Regions from separate parts of the Mus musculus genome. Here region 1 is linked to region 2. Evidence: chromatin contacts called from public HiChIP or PLAC-seq data. All regions are on one chromosome and are shown on one strand. The core of a region is the stretch at or near the end of the contact, and the rest is flanking DNA. Distances in the headings are between cores, read along the strand shown. Region 1 overlaps Grik3 (glutamate receptor, ionotropic, kainate 3). Region 2 holds the start of Grik3 (glutamate receptor, ionotropic, kainate 3).

Region 1 (5,007 bases), core at 541-3,040, 110 kb before region 2:
GACTGGCTCATCCTCAGGCAACAGCCCTGCTCCTTCTATCCAAGCTACTTCGTTCTCTTTCTGAAGTTTCTCAGGTGTCCTAGAGGTCACCTGAGATGCTGATCAGTGAGGTTTTTACTAACGCCTCTTTTCCGAGCTTTTCTCTTCCTGTCCCTCCTGATCCGGACACCTTTCTCCCTGCCAGAGCCCCTGCAGCTCTGCACCACCATGGCCTGGGAGAGTCAGGCTCTGATCTCAATCAGGCCACCCTTTGTGCCAACTCGGTGCAGGGATGAGGAAGAGGGTGAGGGGGTGTGTACCTCTCAACTAGCTCTGTGCCCTTGTCTCTGTGGGAGGAGGGATAGCAAGTGGAAGGATACACATGGTGGCTAGCTTTCTCTGCTGGACACAACACAGATGATGTCGACTTCCAATAGTTTGTCAAGTTTATGGTGGTGTGGGAGCAAGACACATTGAGTAGTAACTGCCTTGGAATTTTGACCTTGGCCTGGCATAGTGGTGGTGCACAGCACCATACTCTCTCGATGCTAGAAGCAACGAGTAGCAGTTGTCAGTCAGGTGCAATCACTGGCAAGAGGCAAATGATTGATAACACCAGTGTCCTATGTGCTTGGCTTCAAATCAGTGCGGAAGGGTTCATGGAGGTGATGCATTTTCAATTTATACTTACAATGGCCTCACCAGAAGTCAAAGGGTTATCTGTATGTAGTCTAGAAAGGCTGAAAGCACCCAGCAGAGAGTTCCAGGGACGGGCTTTCTGCTGCTGTTCTGGAAAAGGAGATGTATGTCTCTCTTTCCATTCATTCATTCATTCATTCAGTCAGTCACTCACTCACTCACTCACTCATTCATTTGCATATCCATTCGCTACACAGCTAATTACTGGCCACAACTCTGAGCAGTCGGCACAGTGCAGGTACCAGGTGAATAAGAGCAATAAAAGCCTCCAAGCACCGCAGGAGCTCAAGGCTCTGACAGGAAATGGCCGTGGGCAGCAAATAAAGCACTCGAAGGGCTCCAACTTTCCTGTGATGATTGCTTGAAACACAGCAGGGGCTCAGGAGAGACAGGGCTGTGGCCATTATAGGAGAAGCAACCTGTGACTTGCCTGAGTCCAGATGTGGGAGGAGCCTGGCAGCCAGGTGCAGGGAGGCTGGCCTTGGTCCAACTGTATGAAAAGGGCTTGTATTTGGGCAGGGCCAGTAGGGAGAGATGAAGGAGGATGGAGGTGTGTGCTATAGGGATGACTACTCTAGAACTGGCCAGTGGTGAGCAGGGGTGGGGAGTGGGCTCTGGAAAGGGAAAAGGGGTGTATAGAAGATGACCTCAAGGCTTAACTGAGGACATTATACAGTTAAGTCACCTTACATTGCTGCTACCACTCCCCCACCTACACCACCTTGATCAGTCCTCTCTATGGCCTCGTGTTTCTGTGGCTTTGTCAGGAATGGGAACACGGGTGCTGCTTGCCACACGGGATGCCCCTACGGCTTCAGCAGCATTAATCAGCAAGAGGAAATCAGTTACAGAGACGGAGGGCCTTTGCCTGCGTCTCCAGTATTGGGAAAAGCCGCAGTTCAGTTCCAAGGAAGGGCTGTGCCCACCCCTAAGGTCCCAGGGGGGGTTTCCTGATTGAGTCCTGAGGCCTGGTGGCAGTTGTTTTAATTGATCTGGTGATATGTGGAGCTTTGTCTGTACAACTCGGGGACACACAAGTCAAATACAGCGACATCGACCACGTCAAGAGGATGGCTGCAGGCTCCTGAGCTGTCCAGAGACCCTGATGAGGGATGGGCTGTCATCAGGCGGAGGAGCCAGAGCCTAGCTGCTGGAGAGAGGGCTGCACCAGGTGCTGCAGAGGGGCCTGGGGATTGGTGAATGTCCTTGCCGGAAGGCAGCAGGATCGGAGATCTAGAACTACCACAGGGGCTCCTGGAGACAAGCAGGGCATCCACCCGCTCTCCTGACAACAGAGCAGTCCCAGAGTCCACCCTCCTGCAGCCCTGCAAGGAGTTGAAAGGCTGAGACCTTCCTGAATGGCTTGGACCCCCCTCTCCAGCCTCAGCCCTTCAGTCCAGTGCAGGTCACCCTTCTCTCTCAAAGTCCTCATCACTGTCCCACCCAACTGCCCTTTGCCTCCTGACTTTCCTCAGCCTAGACAGCGGCCGACCCTTCCAGCCTCCCAGTTCACTCTCCCTCCTCCAGCTTCCAATCCTGTTCTGAGCCTGGGTGGCATTCGCTGCCTTCCTTTTGTCCCACCCGGAAGCCATCGACAGACATCACATCTGCACCTTTTCACATTCTCTATCTCTGACCTTCTAGAAGAAGCACAAGGTTCTGCCAGTGAGGGGACAGGCTACAAGGGCTAGCCACTGACCAGAAGGAGCTTCAACCAGGAGGCGCAGGAATGTGAACAGACAGTCACACAGCTTCTAGTCCCCAGGGAGATCTCCACTGAGCACGCACAGTTTCGCAGAGGTTCCAGCAGGATGATACGCAGAGCGACGGGAGTCCCAGTATAGCCCCCTGATTCTTTTCTTTCCTACCCTGGCCTCCCTGCATCTCTGGGTGCTGCTTCCTGGGGCCATTCTCCAGATAAACTCTCAAACCCTCACCCTTCTCCGAATAAGGGGATCTCCTGAGCTCTGAGGGTCTTTCCCCATGTGGCGACACTCTGTAGAGACAGGGCATGTGTCTCACTCCACTCTCTATTTACTCTGTGACTGTCATCTGCAGGGTGAGGTCTACACGTTTGTCATTCAGGTACCTTCTTATCTTTCCCAGGGTCTGCACTAGCAGAGAGGCTGTCAAAGCACATTGTTAAGTAAATGCTAACACACACACACACACACACACACACACACACACACACACACACCATTGCTTGCTTTAAGAAGCTAATTCCAGTTCAGGCTTTGATATTTACATGACAAATCAGACACTGTACAAATACCCTCAGGGCCACCAGCAATGAAGACATCCAGCTAAGAGGACTGGGCTCCTGAAGTTCCTCACCCCTACCCAGCCCGGATGAGGAAACTGAGGGTAAGACACCCTGAAAAGACATGGTGACCTACTTCTGCTTGGAAAGGGTCAGGAACATGGACTGACATGTGGGTCAGTGGCTGAAGAGGCCTTGATAGTCACTGATGGTGGAGGGAGTCGGTCTATAACCTAAGTAACAGTATATCTGTGCTTCGAACAGGCGCCTGCAGGGAAGAGGGGCCAGCACCAGGAAAAGAGCGCTGCCCCAGTGGCCACCAAGAAGCAGGAGTAGGCAGAGGTTAGGTAGAGAAAAATCAGTGAAGAGAACGAGAGATGTTATCACTCCTGTCCTCCTCTGTTTTAAATATCAATTGCTATGCAGGTTAAACACTTATTCAGATGCCTTTTAGCTTAAAAGCAAGCTAATTGATCTCTGGAGATGGAGAATGAACAGTGAAGAAACTGCACTAATTATAGAATCAGCTTTTACTCTCTGTTTTATTTTGTTCTTCTCTGACAATGCAGCCGGAGTGACAGAAATGAGCCTGGGGGAGCAAACAAAACCAAAAAACACATGTTTTCACTACTTGATGATATCCAAACACGTTTTTCCCCTCCTCCAACAGAATTCCTGACTGGGAGGAGCCCCTCCCCCAGGTAGGGCTCTTTCTGCAAACTGCTCCCAGACAGCGACCCTCAAAGGCGGAACCACATGATGTTACAAAAGTCAGTGCGGTCGTCCCTAGCCAAGATCTACCAACATTCTCTGCTCTCAGTCATGCTCCCTTCAGGCCCCACCTTCTTATGTGGGCGTGGCTTGCCTGGGTGGCCAATGGAGCTCAGTGTTGCCTGGGCAGGGGCGGGAGCTTCCGGTCCTTTATGTGGCAGGAGACAATATCTACAGATGAGAAACTTTTTGAGTTGTGCTGTGATGCTCAATCTTAGAGTTTGAAACCGTTCAGAAATCGTGCTATGTGACGGCTTAGGCGAAAAATCAGAAGAGTTCTGGAATCTGACTACCAATCCCAAGCATATTGGATGAAGAGCACTCAACCCGTACCACACAAGGGTGCATCTTGCCTTCGGTCCTCCTGGAGAGACCTCAGGGTCCTTTGGCTTTCTTCTGATCCCAGCCCAGGCTCTGACTCCACTTGTGGACCCTTGGGGTGGAGTAGAGATTGAGCGCCTCTGGCCTTTTGAAGGAACAGCAACTTCAACAGCCACAGTTGGAAAATGAGCAGGGCTCTCCTTTGCTCTGCTCGCTGCGCAGTGAACCTATAAGGTGGGGTATGCAACCCTGCTACACAGACTTGACAACCGCGGAAACCTTTTCTGGCAGATCATCTCACCGGAAAGGCGCTTTGGGGAATCGCTGTGTTCCAGTGATTTGGGCAAAAGTTTTTCCTTCCCCTAGCTTCTGAGGTCTAGGGCTAGATTCTCCATGTGTCAGTCTGCTCCACACTCCCGATGCCCAGCCTTGGGCACTAGAGAGTAACATGAAAGGACGCAGAAAAGATGAAGAGGTCTACTTGTCCCCAGGGTGAACTGAGGGGCTGGGTCCCTCTTTCTCTTAGGCTGATTCCCAGAGCTAGGAGGCTGGCTGATTTAAATGCAGCCTCCGAGCTATGATTACTCGCTCGGCTCTCATTAGTGTGCCGATGTGTGCGCACACCTGGGCAGGTGTGGGCACACATCTTGCTTAGGTGGAAGCCCAGCAGGGTGGAAAGCATGGGGAGCCAATTCATCAACCTCATGCTTTGTGCCCGTCTCCCCGGGGCCCTTGGCTGAAATAAGAGATTCTGACTTAATTATGATCATTAGCAAATGAGGCTGCTTGAGTCTTCACAAGCTTGCGGCTGTTCAAAGGGATCCCCCAGTGACCTTGTCATCCACTAACACCAGTGATAGAGACGTTCAACCATTCGGCTCTCCCCTCACTGAACACACAGGGAAGCCAATACCATGGATCGGGTGCCTGACCTACAGCTGCTAAAACAGTAGGGAGACCTCCACTCCAAACAT
Region 2 (4,747 bases), core at 51-2,550:
GCCACATAAAGTCCGCTCTTGCAGAAGCAAAGGCAGCCCCTTGAAGAGAGTCCTGGAGGAGGAGGAGGAAGGTTGCCTTGTCTCGGTAGAGCTCGGTAGGCTGCGCACCAGATGTTGGTGTCTCGCGAGCCCGAGCTGCCCAGGTCTCCGGCCTGGTGCGGGCCGCCCACGGTAACGATGGCTCCTGGGTAGCCCAGCTTAGCTCAGCCCCGAGAAGTGAGTGGGCTAAAGACTCGCGTGGGCTCCCGCCCAGCCCTGAGCGCTGCCACGCAGGGTGCCTCCGGCGGCCACAACAAAGTTAAAGCCCAGAGTAAGAAATCTGCAGCGGTGAGAGAAGCCGAGAAGCCAGAGCCCCAAAAAGCCGCGCGCAGACTGCCAGCCGCCGCCAGCTGCGGAGGGATTTCGGCTAACTTTAAAAGCCACTCGCAACCCTCGTCCCCGGCTGCGCAGGGTTGCCTCCTGCGCTTCCTTTTCCCAGTCTCGGTTACTCCTCATCGAAAGAGGCCTGGGCCTGGGGGACCTGCTCTAGCGACAAGCAGGGGACTGACCCTCTCCTGCCCCGAGCCTCGGCCAACTAGGGGCAAGGAAATCCGCCATCCTAATCCGGCGAATCCATCCCCTGTACCCCTTGCTCCAGCGAGGTGCCCGTGGGGGGGAGAGAAGTTGGCGCCTTCCCCAGGGCTCCCACTCTGCGCAGAAGCCAGTCCCAGAACTAGGTCTGCGGCCATCCTTGCCAGCAGTCGCGGCGAAATTCCCCCGAGGCGCTGGCTTAGGGCTAGAACCTTCGCCACACTCCACCGCGTCGCCTACCCCGGAGCGTATCCAGGTTCCCTAGCCACCGCGGCCCGGTTGCCTCTTCCCCGTAAGGCCCCGCGACCCGGGCTTTGGAACTTTGTCCTCCCCCTCTAAGAGCTCCCAGCAGACACCCGAACCCTGCAGCCTAGAGGGAGGTTGGGACAATCTTTCGGATCACGTTCAGAGCACCACTATCCCCCAATTCCCGTCCCCACCCGAGCGCGCAGAGACCCCCGGCTCTAGGGGAGCCCTTACCGATCCGGATGACGTGGGGCATCCCGCGCGAGTCTGGGATCCAGAAGGCGCACACTAGGAACCCGGCCCAGTATTCCCAAACCAGACTCCGGAGGCGCCGCCAGGGAGCGGTCATCGTTGGGCGCCACGGAGCGTGCCCGGGGCGCGGCCGTGGCGGGCTCCCTGGGGCGGCAGCTCTAGGCGCGGGCGCGCAGCAGCCCCCGAGGCGCCGCCTGGCCCAGCCGCCCGGCTCCGGAGCGCCTCTGCGAGTGGGGGGCGCCCCGCGGCGCTGCGCACATCTTACTGGGGGGCCGCCCCGCCGGCGCCCGCCCCGCCTCGGCTGCCGCCCACGGGCCGCCCGCGAGCGAAGGCTCCTGGGCTCCGCCCGGGCTCCGCTCGGACTCGGCTGCGGCGTCTCCGGCTCGCGTCGGCTCGGCTCCCGCGCGGGCTTCCCACCTGCCCCGGCTGCCGGGCGGGCTTGCACGCGTCTCCGGCCGCTCCTCCTCCAGCCGCCGCTGATGCTATCGCCCGGGCTCGCACAAAGCCCCGGAGTGGAGTTGCACGCGCGCACACACTCCCTCCCAGCCCCCTCCCCCGCGCCCTGCCTCCCGCCTCCCGCGCCGCCCGCCGCCCGCGCTCCCTCCGCGTACTCCCCCGCGCACACACGCTTCCCACTCACACTCGCCCGGGTGCACACTTGCGCGCTCACACCTGCGCAGGGGGCGGGGAAAGGGACCCTGGACAGGATTTGGGAGGGGGGACACCCGGAGGATGGAGACTATCCTCCGCAGCTGAGGCGTCCCCATCTGCCCTGCCGCCCCCAGGGCAAGGCACTGAGCCGGGGAGCCAAGCGTAAAGCGGCGGAGCTGGCACCAGGAGCTGGGAGACGGCGGCAACCCAGCGGCCCGACCAGCTGGAAGAGACGCGCCCGCCGAGAGCCGCGAGACCCGGAGCCTGCCGTCTGCGGAGCCTCGCCTTTCAGCTCCCACGCGGCCGACGCTGGCTGGACGGCGGCGGCAGGAGACTGACCTGGAGCTGTTTTTCACTCTTGATCTCTAGCCCTTGGGAAAGCAGGGCTGGCCCAGGGCTTGGAGGTTTAGGGAGTGGGGTTGGGAGTAGAAATCAGAGAACCGTAGGAGCTGAACTAGGGAATGCGGAGCTTCAGAAACTAACCGTGAGGGAGACACCAGGCCAGACCCTCTGCGTGGAAGGTAGGACTTGACCACGCACCATCAGTAGGAGGACTACTGAGAAAATTCGCAAAAGCCTTCGTTTTCGAGGGCCGCTGGAGTTGGAGCCCGCTGGGTTCTCAGTCCTCTTCCGCAACTATGCGGGAGGAACTGGAGCCCCCTCCCGGATTCCTCCTGAGAAACAATACAGAGAAACTGTATTGTTCATGGGACAGAGTAGGATACACAGGGGGGGAAGCCGAAAGGGTTAAAAAGAAATGTTGTTTATTACCAATAATAAATTTTTTTTCAAGTGGCGCTGGGTGCTGAGGGAAGAGAAGGGCTGTGAAGCGAGGCAGGAGCAGGAGGCTGCGAATTACGCAGCTAGGCGAGTTTAATGACCTTTTTGACAGAGACAAAGCGGTACCGATACAGTAGATAAATAAACGGATCTGTCACCGGGCAGCGGCTAGGCTGTGTGCGAATTTATTTTTCTCATTTAAATAATTTGATCTATTCAATCATTTCCAATCTCTCCCATTTGCCAGCTGCCTGGTAAGAGCATGGCCCCCTACATCTGAAGAGCAAATCTTTAATTTTCCTACAAATAGATAATGCGTTGCGCTCCAAACAGGCCTGTTAATTTTGCCGTCTTTTCTTTCCCGCCCTATGTGGCGCAGGGCTTCCAGGCATTGTGTGGAGTTGTGAATAAGGCAGTGTAGCCAATTAGCAATTAGGAAGGGACTTCTTCCCATCTGAACTTGCACCAGTGGCCTTGGGAGCAAAGGGTTCCTGGGCTCTGCCCAATAAAAGAGAGGCGTGTGTACGAGTTCCGGGACATCCTAGGTGATCAGCTGTTATGCAGAGGTCTCTGAATAGGCCATGCTTGGGCCTTCCCTGGAGCCAGAATGGCTAGTTCCCCAATCGGGCCTCTGAATTTGCCCAAAGAAGCAAAGACACACAGATCGGCAGCGTCAGGATCCGCAGTTGCCCCCTCTCCATGGGATCTTACAGGATAGGCCCACAAGGACCTAGCAAGGAGGCATGCAGAAGAGGGGAGCAGAGGATCCATGGGACATAGTTGAGAGCCTCTTCACCGGAGACACACCCTGGCAGCGCATTGCCTGACCCTCAGATTCCACAGCTTGTTCGATTGGTTCCCGGAAGGGAAAGGACCTGGCTGTGTTTTTGAAGGAAGATAATCCTATGCCCTGACAGTGACAGGGAAAGAGCTGAGAAGAGAGCAGCTACCAGTGCCTAAGGCTGACTAACTCTAAAGGTGGCATGTGAGTGGACTGGGTACAGAGGACATGTGGCTTAGCAGGAAATGGAAGAAGCAGAAAGGTAGAGGTGTGGCTAGAGGGAAGAACACTTCTGAGGCCAGCTGGAGGAAGGAGCCCTGAAGGGTGGGGGCAGTCTCCCTAAAAGCTAGCTGAGGTGGTATCACAGTCGTACATGGATGAAGAAGATCTAAACTCCCCCAAAGGTGAGAGTATGGCTCTGTCCTCAAAGTCCCCTCACCAGCACCCCCAGGAAGCAGGCACCCCAGCCAACTGCATCCCTAAGCAGTGTGTCTCCGTAACCAAGGATGGAGGCTGGTCTCTGGCTCCCTTTAAGTTGCAGTGGGCACAGCCTCCTGGCTGCAGTGATTGTATATGGCTCAGGCAGGGTTGAGAGCCCCTCTTGGAACGCTGGGGTAGATCTGGGTAGAAGTTGCTATCCCCAGTTCAGGACCTGACATTTGCTCTTGACCCAAGTTGTGTGTGATGCTAGGGCATTTCCACATGAACAGCAGCAGCATCCCTTTCCGCCATGGGGGACGGGTGGGATGCGCTACACACCACACACACACACACACACACACACACACACCAGCCTCAATGACAGCCAGGACTCTCCTGATTACCATACATTTTCTGCGTTCCAGGAAAGGTACTCACAACCTTGTCTGTCACTCCATCTGATCCTCCCCATGACACACTGTGACAGTCTTTTGTTATTTTTCCACTTTACAGATGACGAACCTAAGCTTAAAAAGTCCAAAGACATACACAGCTAGCTTCTTTCCTCCTTCCCTCTCTCCCTTCCTTTCCTCCCTCCCTCCCTTCCTTCCTTCCTTCCTTTCACTAATATTTATTAGGCGCTACTGTTTGCCAGGCTGGGTTCCCACATAGACCCAGCAGGCTGTTGAGTTGACAGTATTGCCCTGTGGTGTCCAACACCACCTGGGCTGAGCGGAAACAGCTCTATCAAGAGCCTCTTGGCCCCCTGCAGAAACCCCTGTAGCCTCTGGCTGCCTGAGGCGGGGCAGAAAGCAGAGAGGGATGGGGTGGGGTGTCCTTAACCAGAGTAAACTGGAGAGCTCAGCCCCCACCCCTCCCCCAAATCTGCAGTCCTCTCAGGCCACCCCAAAGCCAGCAGATAGCCGGATTGGCAAGATCTCAATCCCCCTCTCTGGAGATTGGGAGCCGCCAATCCTGGCTTTTGGAATTGTTGGTAAACAAGCCTACCCACCAGCCAGGCCTCAGCTCCCCGCTCCCCCATGAGGC

Evidence for each region. HiChIP or PLAC-seq counts read pairs in DNA pulled down with a chosen protein or histone mark.
Region 1: a contact with region 2 is called in an H3K27ac HiChIP or PLAC-seq map of embryonic stem cells, with 11 read pairs. The contact joins the enhancer-like site here to the promoter of Grik3 in region 2. A contact is called at or near these places in 6 of 39 promoter capture datasets (cranial neural crest, embryonic stem cells, hippocampal neurons and 2 more), 1 of 15 datasets of contacts at CTCF or cohesin (embryonic stem cells), 29 of 484 Hi-C or Micro-C datasets (cortical neurons, embryonic stem cells, nephron progenitors and 2 more), 24 of 115 datasets of contacts at active chromatin or transcription factors (PVALB interneurons, embryonic forebrain, embryonic hindbrain and 6 more) and 1 of 9 other capture datasets (embryonic stem cells).

What each region holds. Positions count from the first base shown.
Region 1 is chr4:125,597,629-125,602,635 of GRCm38.p6, reverse strand. The region is part of intron 1 of Grik3 (glutamate receptor, ionotropic, kainate 3); the gene reads right to left. Among named protein-coding and RNA genes, the nearest start is that of Gm32807, 40 kb to the right of the region's middle. Within about 2 kb of position 1,790, at least 13 of the 459 cell types and tissues checked have an H3K27ac peak or open chromatin away from gene starts, as enhancers often do. A contact at or near this core is called in embryonic stem cells, where this site is marked.
Region 2 is chr4:125,487,249-125,491,995 of GRCm38.p6, reverse strand. Grik3 (glutamate receptor, ionotropic, kainate 3) reads right to left here and starts at 1,300. Exons shown (of 16, transcript NM_001081097.3): 1 at 1,051-1,300. The coding sequence starts at 1,165.